Regions from separate parts of the Gasterosteus aculeatus genome. Here all the other regions are linked to region 2. A link is a contact called in public Hi-C data. All regions are on one chromosome and are shown on one strand. Each heading gives the region's core, a stretch centred on a gene start, on an enhancer-like site or on the middle of the called end of the contact. The rest is flanking DNA. Distances are from core to core; before and after follow the strand shown.

What was found. Hi-C and Micro-C count contacts between places; a contact is called where the count stands out from the background.
Region 1: a Hi-C map of skeletal muscle shows a contact between it and region 2, with 6 times the contacts expected there. The contact joins the enhancer-like site here to the promoter of pard6gb in region 2. A contact is called at or near these places in 3 of 6 Hi-C or Micro-C datasets (skeletal muscle and whole body).
Region 3: a Hi-C map of liver shows a contact between it and region 2, with 4 times the contacts expected there. The contact joins the enhancer-like site here to the promoter of pard6gb in region 2. A contact is called at or near these places in 5 of 6 Hi-C or Micro-C datasets (liver, skeletal muscle, tail fin and 1 more).

Annotation. Positions count from the first base shown.
Region 1 is chr10:7,255,722-7,258,421 of fGasAcu3.hap1.1, forward strand. No RefSeq gene overlaps it. Among protein-coding and RNA genes, the nearest start is that of mylipa, 12 kb to the left of the region's middle. Within about 2 kb of position 1,405, at least 1 of the 9 cell types and tissues checked has open chromatin away from gene starts, as enhancers often do.
Region 2 is chr10:7,450,249-7,452,948 of fGasAcu3.hap1.1, forward strand. pard6gb (par-6 family cell polarity regulator gamma b) reads left to right here and starts at 1,265. Exons shown (of 3, transcript XM_040189249.2): 1 at 1,265-1,857. The coding sequence starts at 1,786.
Region 3 is chr10:7,303,426-7,306,125 of fGasAcu3.hap1.1, forward strand. The region is part of intron 7 of jarid2b (jumonji and AT-rich interaction domain containing 2b); the gene reads right to left. Among protein-coding and RNA genes, the nearest start is that of LOC120826105, 29 kb to the right of the region's middle. Within about 2 kb of position 1,361, at least 2 of the 9 cell types and tissues checked have open chromatin away from gene starts, as enhancers often do.

The DNA.
Region 1 (2,700 bases), core at 155-2,654, 190 kb before region 2:
CAGCGTCATACCCTGGTTATTCTCATGTGACCTATATACATGCTTGAGCAAGAGGCTGCCCATTATGTAGCATGCCGTAATCATGATGTCTAATATCAGGCGGCTCACCGGCCTACAGTTAAAAGAATGTTTCCTTTTAAATAGTTCAGATGAAGCACCATCCTCTGTTTTGCAGCAGTATTATCTCTTTCCATCTCCAGACAAAAATCCCTCTAAACTGCTTTTCAAAAGTGTTTTTTTTTTTTTTTTTTGCTAAACTGAAATCCATAGAAGCACATTAGCAAAAGCTGGGATAGCGTGAACAAATGTGGATTATAGCGACAGTTTGAATCGGGAACAAGCTTACTGCCAAAATGGCTCAATGCTAAAGTCGGCCGCATTGCAGATGACAACGTTTCAGCTCTGTGTGTGTGTGTGTGTGTGTGTGTGTGTGTGTGTGTGTCATTCCTTCTTTTCACTCCTGTCAAGGATAGTCATCATACCTGACTACCTATTCAGAAGTGAGCATTGACCGTTTTAAAATCCTTTTGTCAAAACATGTCGTTATTTCAAACTGGGATTTCTATGTATCTTTGTGGGTGCGACTCTGTTCACTCTGTGAGCAGGTGACAGGTCGGTGATTTGCCCAAGGAGCCTGTCGTGTCCCATTAGTCGATGTCTGGTAAACCCTGAGACCTCTCAGTCGCAGCACTCACACCAAAGCAGAATCTGCACTTTCTTTTCCAGCGGCAGGATCAGGATCACACATCAGCACAAGCGGGTAGGGTGCAAAGACTCGTGGGGGAAATCTATGAAGTGAACCTCTGCCCTGCAGGCAAACAAGACATCACTGCCGTATCTCACCCATTTTATCTATCACTCCTCTCTCGCTGCTGTTCACATGCCCTAAGTACTTCTCAAGTCTGCCGTCAGGCCTCGCTTTGTTGTCTACGCCGATCCTCAAAGATCTCTGGTGTGCAGAATCAATTTATTACGAGGCTTGTGGCTGATGGGCAAAGAAAAGATGGTCAGACAAGCCTAGTTAAAAGCTGACAAGCTGCGTCTGGTTACACATTAAAGCATATTCAGTGCTTTCTACGTAGCGGTGCCTCAAGAGGGGGAGAGAGCATTTGAAATGGGGAACAGAGGCAGTACATCGCCTGCGCACTCGTGCATACAAATCCTATTTCATCTCTGACTAAATAGCATGAATGTAATTGCAGTCGGTTGTCGGTGTGAGTAGTTGAGTAGTCCTCACCAGCTCTTTGGAAGAACAACTCCAGCTGTTACTGGTTACGCACTCAAATCGGATGCATTGTGCTGCTGAATGGAGGAATGATGTGTACCCATGTTATGGGCAGTCTGTGTATTGCAGATGCAAGTGCAGGGACAGTTGTGCCTTTCTGATGTGTTGTTTTGGCCCAGGTCTAAATTGGCACACATCCTGGTGACTGCGACAGTTGCCAACACTGCTATAAGGGCATGTGATACGCAATGTGGACGCAACGAAGCCCGAGGCCACATATTAATCATTTTACAAAGCACGTGCCCCCACTATTGTTTGACTGAAATGAATATAAGGCAACAGGTTGGTTGACTGGTTTGAACTGTCCGCTGTTTAGTGTTTTGACAACATTACATTTATGAGCTCTTTTAAAAGTAATTTGATTTTTATCAATCCCTTTAGCGACTGCTGGAATAGGCCCTGTGATCATGATTAAGAGAGGAGCGTTGGTTGATGTATAGAACATGTAGCACGTGAGATCAAGTGATGTGATGAAGACCGGACAGCTCTCGTTAACCACGGCGATATAGCTTTTTGTTATTTACAGTAAATATATAATTGCAATGTCTGCCATCAAGCTGCGTGTTAAACGTTAGATAATGCACTACTCGTATTACATCTATTTCATGCCCATGTCCCAGCGTGTTCTTGCCTGTGACTACAGTTACTGCAGCCTGCAGTCTCCCCTGTAATGCGTTGGGCACAAAGGCAGGAAACATTCTTCATAGAGCACAGAAACATAACGCATTGTGAATTCACACTATGAATCATTTTAACAAGTCACCATGAGTCCCTTGCATGCTTCCTTTAGTTCACAATAGAAAGCGAGGCGATGTGGAAATGTGGCAACGTTTTTCGGTAGAATCCACACCGGCCACTTGCCATACAGATCAGCACACGTCCAGCTTATTGTTTCATACTTTTATATATATAGGTCTCCAGCTGGCAGGGCCAAATTTAGCGTTTCTCCCATTTTCCTATTAACTTTTACATCAAAGGATTCATCTATTAACATCTCATGTCTCTTTAATTATGTAATTCAGTAATTCTGCATAATTAGCACTGCATAACTCGCTGTGCTAAAACATGTTGTGACGGGCAGCGTCACCATGTGTCAACCATGTGTACCATGCTGCCTCGGGAAGTTACAATGGCTGATGTGTAGAACTAAGACATTTAATTCATGCGTGTGATGTAAAAAGTAAATTAAATTATATTTTCAAAGCAGTTGCATTTTTTGACCGGAAGAACTTATAATAATTAAGAGGCAGCTTCTTTCATTAACGCGTCACTGAATTTGTAACCACAACTATAATGTAGGTCGCTCCATCTTTTGTAAATATAAACTGTTTACACATTCTGTGGAGAGTCAGGAGTTCAGCGCTTGTCAAATATTAGGATATCGCATAATAGCTTTTGTTGATTTCAAATGCTAT
Region 2 (2,700 bases), core at 15-2,514:
TAATTCTGGTTTTTCATAGTAAGCAATAAATATTTCCGGGGGTTAGCATTGTAATCATTGTCGATCATTAGTCAATTTAAGATTGGACTAGTGCAGCCCACTTTCTGTAATAAACACCAGTGACATAAACTCTGGTTCAGAAAAAGATCCCAGGGGTCAACTTCACCGAACTTTGTACCCTAAAATAACACCCCAAAGGCATACTTCAATAATGTGGGATGCACCCGTGTACCATATAGTCCCTACTCAGATGAAAACACTGTGGCTATAAAGTACAATATTTAGCAGAACTTGTTGCTGTGAGACGACAGAAATATCTTTTCAGATTTACTGACCGGTAAAAACACAACGCAGTGAGATACTCACAGTCACACTCCACTCTGATCCGATTCTGCTTCCGGGTGGTTGACTCCTTGTATGGACTCGATGGAAGTGAAGTGAAACTGACATCAAAACAGCAAAAAGCAAGCTCCTGGCCTCAAGTGACACAATCCACTCAATCGATGAACAGAGCCGCGGAAATTTAAATAATAAGAAGAAGAAGAAAAAAACGTGCCCTCCACCCGAGAAAAAAGAACAAAACATACAATCCCACGACAGAAATTCACTCTGCAACCGTTAATGGAAACAAAACACAAACATTGATACACCCGAGATAGAAATACCACACATAGTTCATAAGACCCCAGAGGAAAATATGGGTACATCTCATTTAGGTGGGTCTATACGCCTTCACGGCCTGCATGGGTGAAACTAGCCTCCAACTAGCCTCAGCCTCCCCGGCTTGGGGAGTTTCTAACTGGTCCACCCATTCCTCGTGAATGAGTGTACAAGAAAAGTGTGCAGCTACTGGATGCCATTGCAAGCAGCAGCTGTTGTGCACAGGTGGCTTCAGGGGCCGGGAATGTTGTAGAGCAGGATAGCAGCCAGAGGCCTCTCTTTACCCGAAGCGTAGTGTAGCACACATAATTAAGTTGAAACCAATGCTATTCTCGGTCCCAATGTACACTGTGGTCCATAATTATTAAATATGACTCATTTTCAAATGAGAGGCTTCGAGAACATTTGCATTGAGAAATGCGTCCTCTGGCGCACCGGAGGACCGGTGTGCGGTGTGTTGCCTTCACGTACTGTCGGAATCTTTATTATTATTTTTAAATGGTCAAACATAAAAAATAATTGTATGTATGGAATTATGGAGATTTAAGTCCAGAATTAAATAATATGTCCACCTTAAATACTTTAAACCACATTAATCAAAATGTGCTAGGTGAAGCATGGTTGATCTGGCGTGATTGGTTTGTAAGGTACATTGTATTAACCTGTACATTGTATTACAACTGTATTAAGAAAGAAAATAACAACGTTGTCCATTGTATTCTTGATAATATATGTCTATGTAATATTTAGGCTACTGTTGTGTATACTACGAGGCATCGGCAGAGGAAGCTCGAAATTACGAGCACCACGTGGAGGCCTCACAGAATCCCTTTTTTTTCATTACGAGGGCTGATGTCATTCCAAAACTTAACTCGCACTCCCAAGTCACCGCGGTGAGTTGCTCTCCTCCTGTTCTGCCGTGAAGTCCTCTCCCGTGTCCGGCGGGTCGCATCACAAGAACAAACAGGAGGTGAAATAACACGAACTTCCTCCTTCCTGGGACGAAGCAAGAAGGCGTTTTGGTAGCAGAAATCCCGGGACCGGAGCCGCTCTTTCTGCGGGCAAAGGCGGCTGAACAATTCTCCCTTTTTTTTTTTTAAAGTGCAACCTTTAAAAAAAGAAAAAATGAATCGGAGCTTTAATAGATCGCAACCTCTGCGGAATGCGGATTGTAACGCCGTGGAGGTGAAGAGCAAGGTGAGCCTTGGGCGGGTTTTTATGTCATTTAAATGTGGATTTGAGGAGAGGATTGAAGCGTTCACATGGTCGTCTGCTGCAGTTCAATCCGACCAACTGGATGAAAACTAAAATGAATCTTCTCTGTGCGGCGAAGCTCTACTTCGCTTTCTGAATGTTTCCGTAATGTGGCACTTATTATTGTCTTCTTATTTCAGAGCGTGCAGATTGTGCTGATTTGGCTCTTTCCCTCCCTGTCACGAAGCTTTTTTGGGGGGGTGGGGGGGCAGTAACAACCGAGCCTTTGACTGGTTGTTGTGATTAAAATATCTTTTTCAATCGGATGTTTTTTGCAACATTGTTGCTTTCACCGCGTTTCTTTTGCGCTACACAACTTTGCGTCTATCCGTCGCTTTTTGGGTAGTTTGTGACGCTGCAATGGTGCCATGAATTAAGTCAACCACTTAAGTGGATTTAACAGTGCGATTTGGCTGTTTTGTCGGTTTTTGTGATAAAAACAACCGACTTCTACAAAATGTGCGCGAACTTTAAGTGAATTTTGACCCTTTTTTTCTCTTTCGGACCTCATCAAACGCACCAGAACTACTTTCAGACATTGGACATCACTTTGATACGTTTGTCTCCGCTCCGAGAGACCGTTTTTGTTTTTTAAATAGTTTGTGACGAGCTGACTGTAGCGCGTGTGACTTTATAGTCCTGCCAGATAAAAACACACGTGTCCGATGCACGAAGCGGGAACAAAACGGGAACTATTTCGACTGTTTTGTCGCAGCCTCTCAAGGACTTACGCGAACATGTTTTCCCCCAAATTCCATTCAAGTGACGAGTGTGTGTGTGTGTGTG
Region 3 (2,700 bases), core at 111-2,610, 150 kb before region 2:
CTCTCTCTCTCTCTCTCTCTCTCTCTCTCTCTCTCTCTCTCTCTCTCTCTCTCTCTCTCTCTCTCTCTCTCTCTCTCTCTCTCTCTCTCTCTCTCTCTCTCTCTCTCTCTCATATGTTTGTTTTCATGGCCCACTTTCAGCGCTGCCAGGAGTTTCTCATTCCCTTCCCTCCAATGAGTGTGTGTTTGAGTGAGAGACTGGGAAAGACATTGACGGACGGAGAGAAAGGGAGGGATGCAGGGAGGCAGATGGAGAGAGCTACGGTGTTTGGACATCTTGGAAAATTAAAAAGATGTGTGGATGCCAATATCTGAATTAGTTGATAAGACATTTCTTTAATAATATGAACACAAAAGGTTGAAATTATTTTCTCCTTTTGTTTGTATTCTCTAATAGCCAAACGATGCATGCAAAGTCGGGGCAGACATCATGGAGTCCTTTCGTAAATGAATCGCTGCTGTGTGGCTTTCTGTCCAGAACAGCTGGAAGTGAACCACAGAAAACATTAGAGGAGGAGGGATGAAGTTATCAATCACAGTCTGGGCACCGCAGGGGGGGGGGCAGCCGGTCCATTGACAGGTTTGCCTTTGAAGGGCTCTCGTGTCACAGTTGTGTGTGTATATGGGGGCCTGCTCATGTATTGTATTGTGTTCGTCTCAGGTGGCGGCGGGCCGACACAAAGACCAGGCCATTAAAAGATAAGGGGGACGGGAGGGGGGGGGGGGCCTGAAACCTAACCCTGCCTCCGTCAATCATTCCCCTCCAACACACACCGGGGTGAGCAGGGGAGAGGGAATAACGACGGGGTGTTGATGAGTGGGGAGAGGAAAGAGACGTGCAGACAGACTGAAGCCAGGCTGCACAGCAGTACGGGCGTCCAACGTAATCCACACAAACAAATATCAAACTAATTTATTTCCACACGTTTCATTTATGCCAAATCAACACACGGTTCAATGTGAAAGCAAAAAAAGTAGCAGTTGTTCAGAAAGCCTCTTTGCTGGGTTTGCTGTGGCCGCCTCCTGCCACAGGAGGGCTCAGTGGGACCGGCTCTCCCAGTCTGTCTCTTTGCTCCCTTTAATTATTCGGTCTGGTGGCAAAGAAGGATGGCGAGGGGGTGATGATGAGCGATGGGAAATACGAAGCAGCGGCGCAGCGACCGGAGATAGTTTAAATACTTCGCTGGGGACGGAAAGAAAGAAAGATGGGAAGCAAGGCATACGTGGAAGGACGTGGAAGCCGACGCGCCTGGTAGAGATCATTTGATGCAGAAACGAGCAGGACGACGGACAGAACAATGGAGCCGAGGGGAAAGACACACACGCACAAGCAGCCCGAGACTGTTCTGGAGTGGATTATCGGTCGCATGTGAGCGGGGAGGGGGGAGGGGGGGGGGTGTCTAGATGACATCATGTGTTGCTATAGCCCAGCTGAGGCCAGGCAGGAAGATTTTTTAACAGTCAACATCTGCAGGAGCTGGCCATGAGAAGAAAGGAGGCGGGGGGGGGGGGGGTTATGGCCAGACAGGAGGAAGTTTAACCCTTGCGAAGCCCTGCTGCCTGACAAATCGCAGACTGATTTCCACCTCTTTGTCAGGACGTCAGTGGGGCTCTTTAAGTCAGCCTGGGGGGCCACTAGGAGCGACGGGCCCCACGGCCTCAATAACCACGGAACTGCACATCAGGGCTTTTTCTCCAGGATGTCCATACAGAGACGACGACACACTCCAAATGCTCAGCAATGCTCTTGTTGGGGATGTGACGTCCGCGGCGGGAGGGGGGAGGGGGGGGGGGGGGGGGGGGGGCTACAAACGTACACGTCGGAACGAATGCATGACACGTCCTGAACGGCGCGCGACGCATCCGTCAAGTGCGGCGGTGGGCGGGTTAAACCCCGCGCCGAGCTGCCAATCAATCAAATCCCCGCGCCGGAGTAAATGACTGCCAGGACGCCGCGACGGCGGGGCATGAATCCGGCTTACGCCTCCGTTCCCCCTCTGCTGTCTTATTAGGGAGCGATGCGATGCGGCCCAGGGCGGGTCGACTTCTAAGCTCGCTAGAGAAAGGTCAGTACAGCCTGTGAACTAATAACGCACAGCGCAAAAGGGCCCTTTTATCAACTCACAGAGTGAGGGATCTACATGGAGGAGCTGGGAAAAGCACTTTATTTTGTTCTCCTCGGCGTGTCGGTTCATATCGATTCATATGTTCCACATGCAGTATTATGAGGGAGGTTAATTGATGGCTGGGGGGGGGGGAACAACTAAATAAGAAAGTGCAAAGTCCTTTTCAAATGATGCCGAGTCGGCTTAATGGTTTGGCCCTGCGCACACACACACACACACACACACACCACCTGCGCTCGCCGGTCTGCGCAGCTGCTTTGCTGACAACCCGGCTTTTGTTATTTAATTAAAATGGATACAATCATATTGTTTTAGAGAAAGAGGTCCTGTTCTGGCGCGTGTATTTTGCTGCTACAAGACGCTGTTAAATTAAGCAGAACAGAATCATTGTGAATTGAATTATGACGACGCCTTTAGCCCTCGGTTTTACACACACAACCCCTGCTTCTCTTTACGGCTACATAATCACTTAACCTTTTATATGGCTTAGCCTGTATTTTCGCAGTGGGCCGTGGGTATAAATGTGTGCAAGTCTTGTAACACACATGGTTAACACACATACTGTTGGTGCTAAT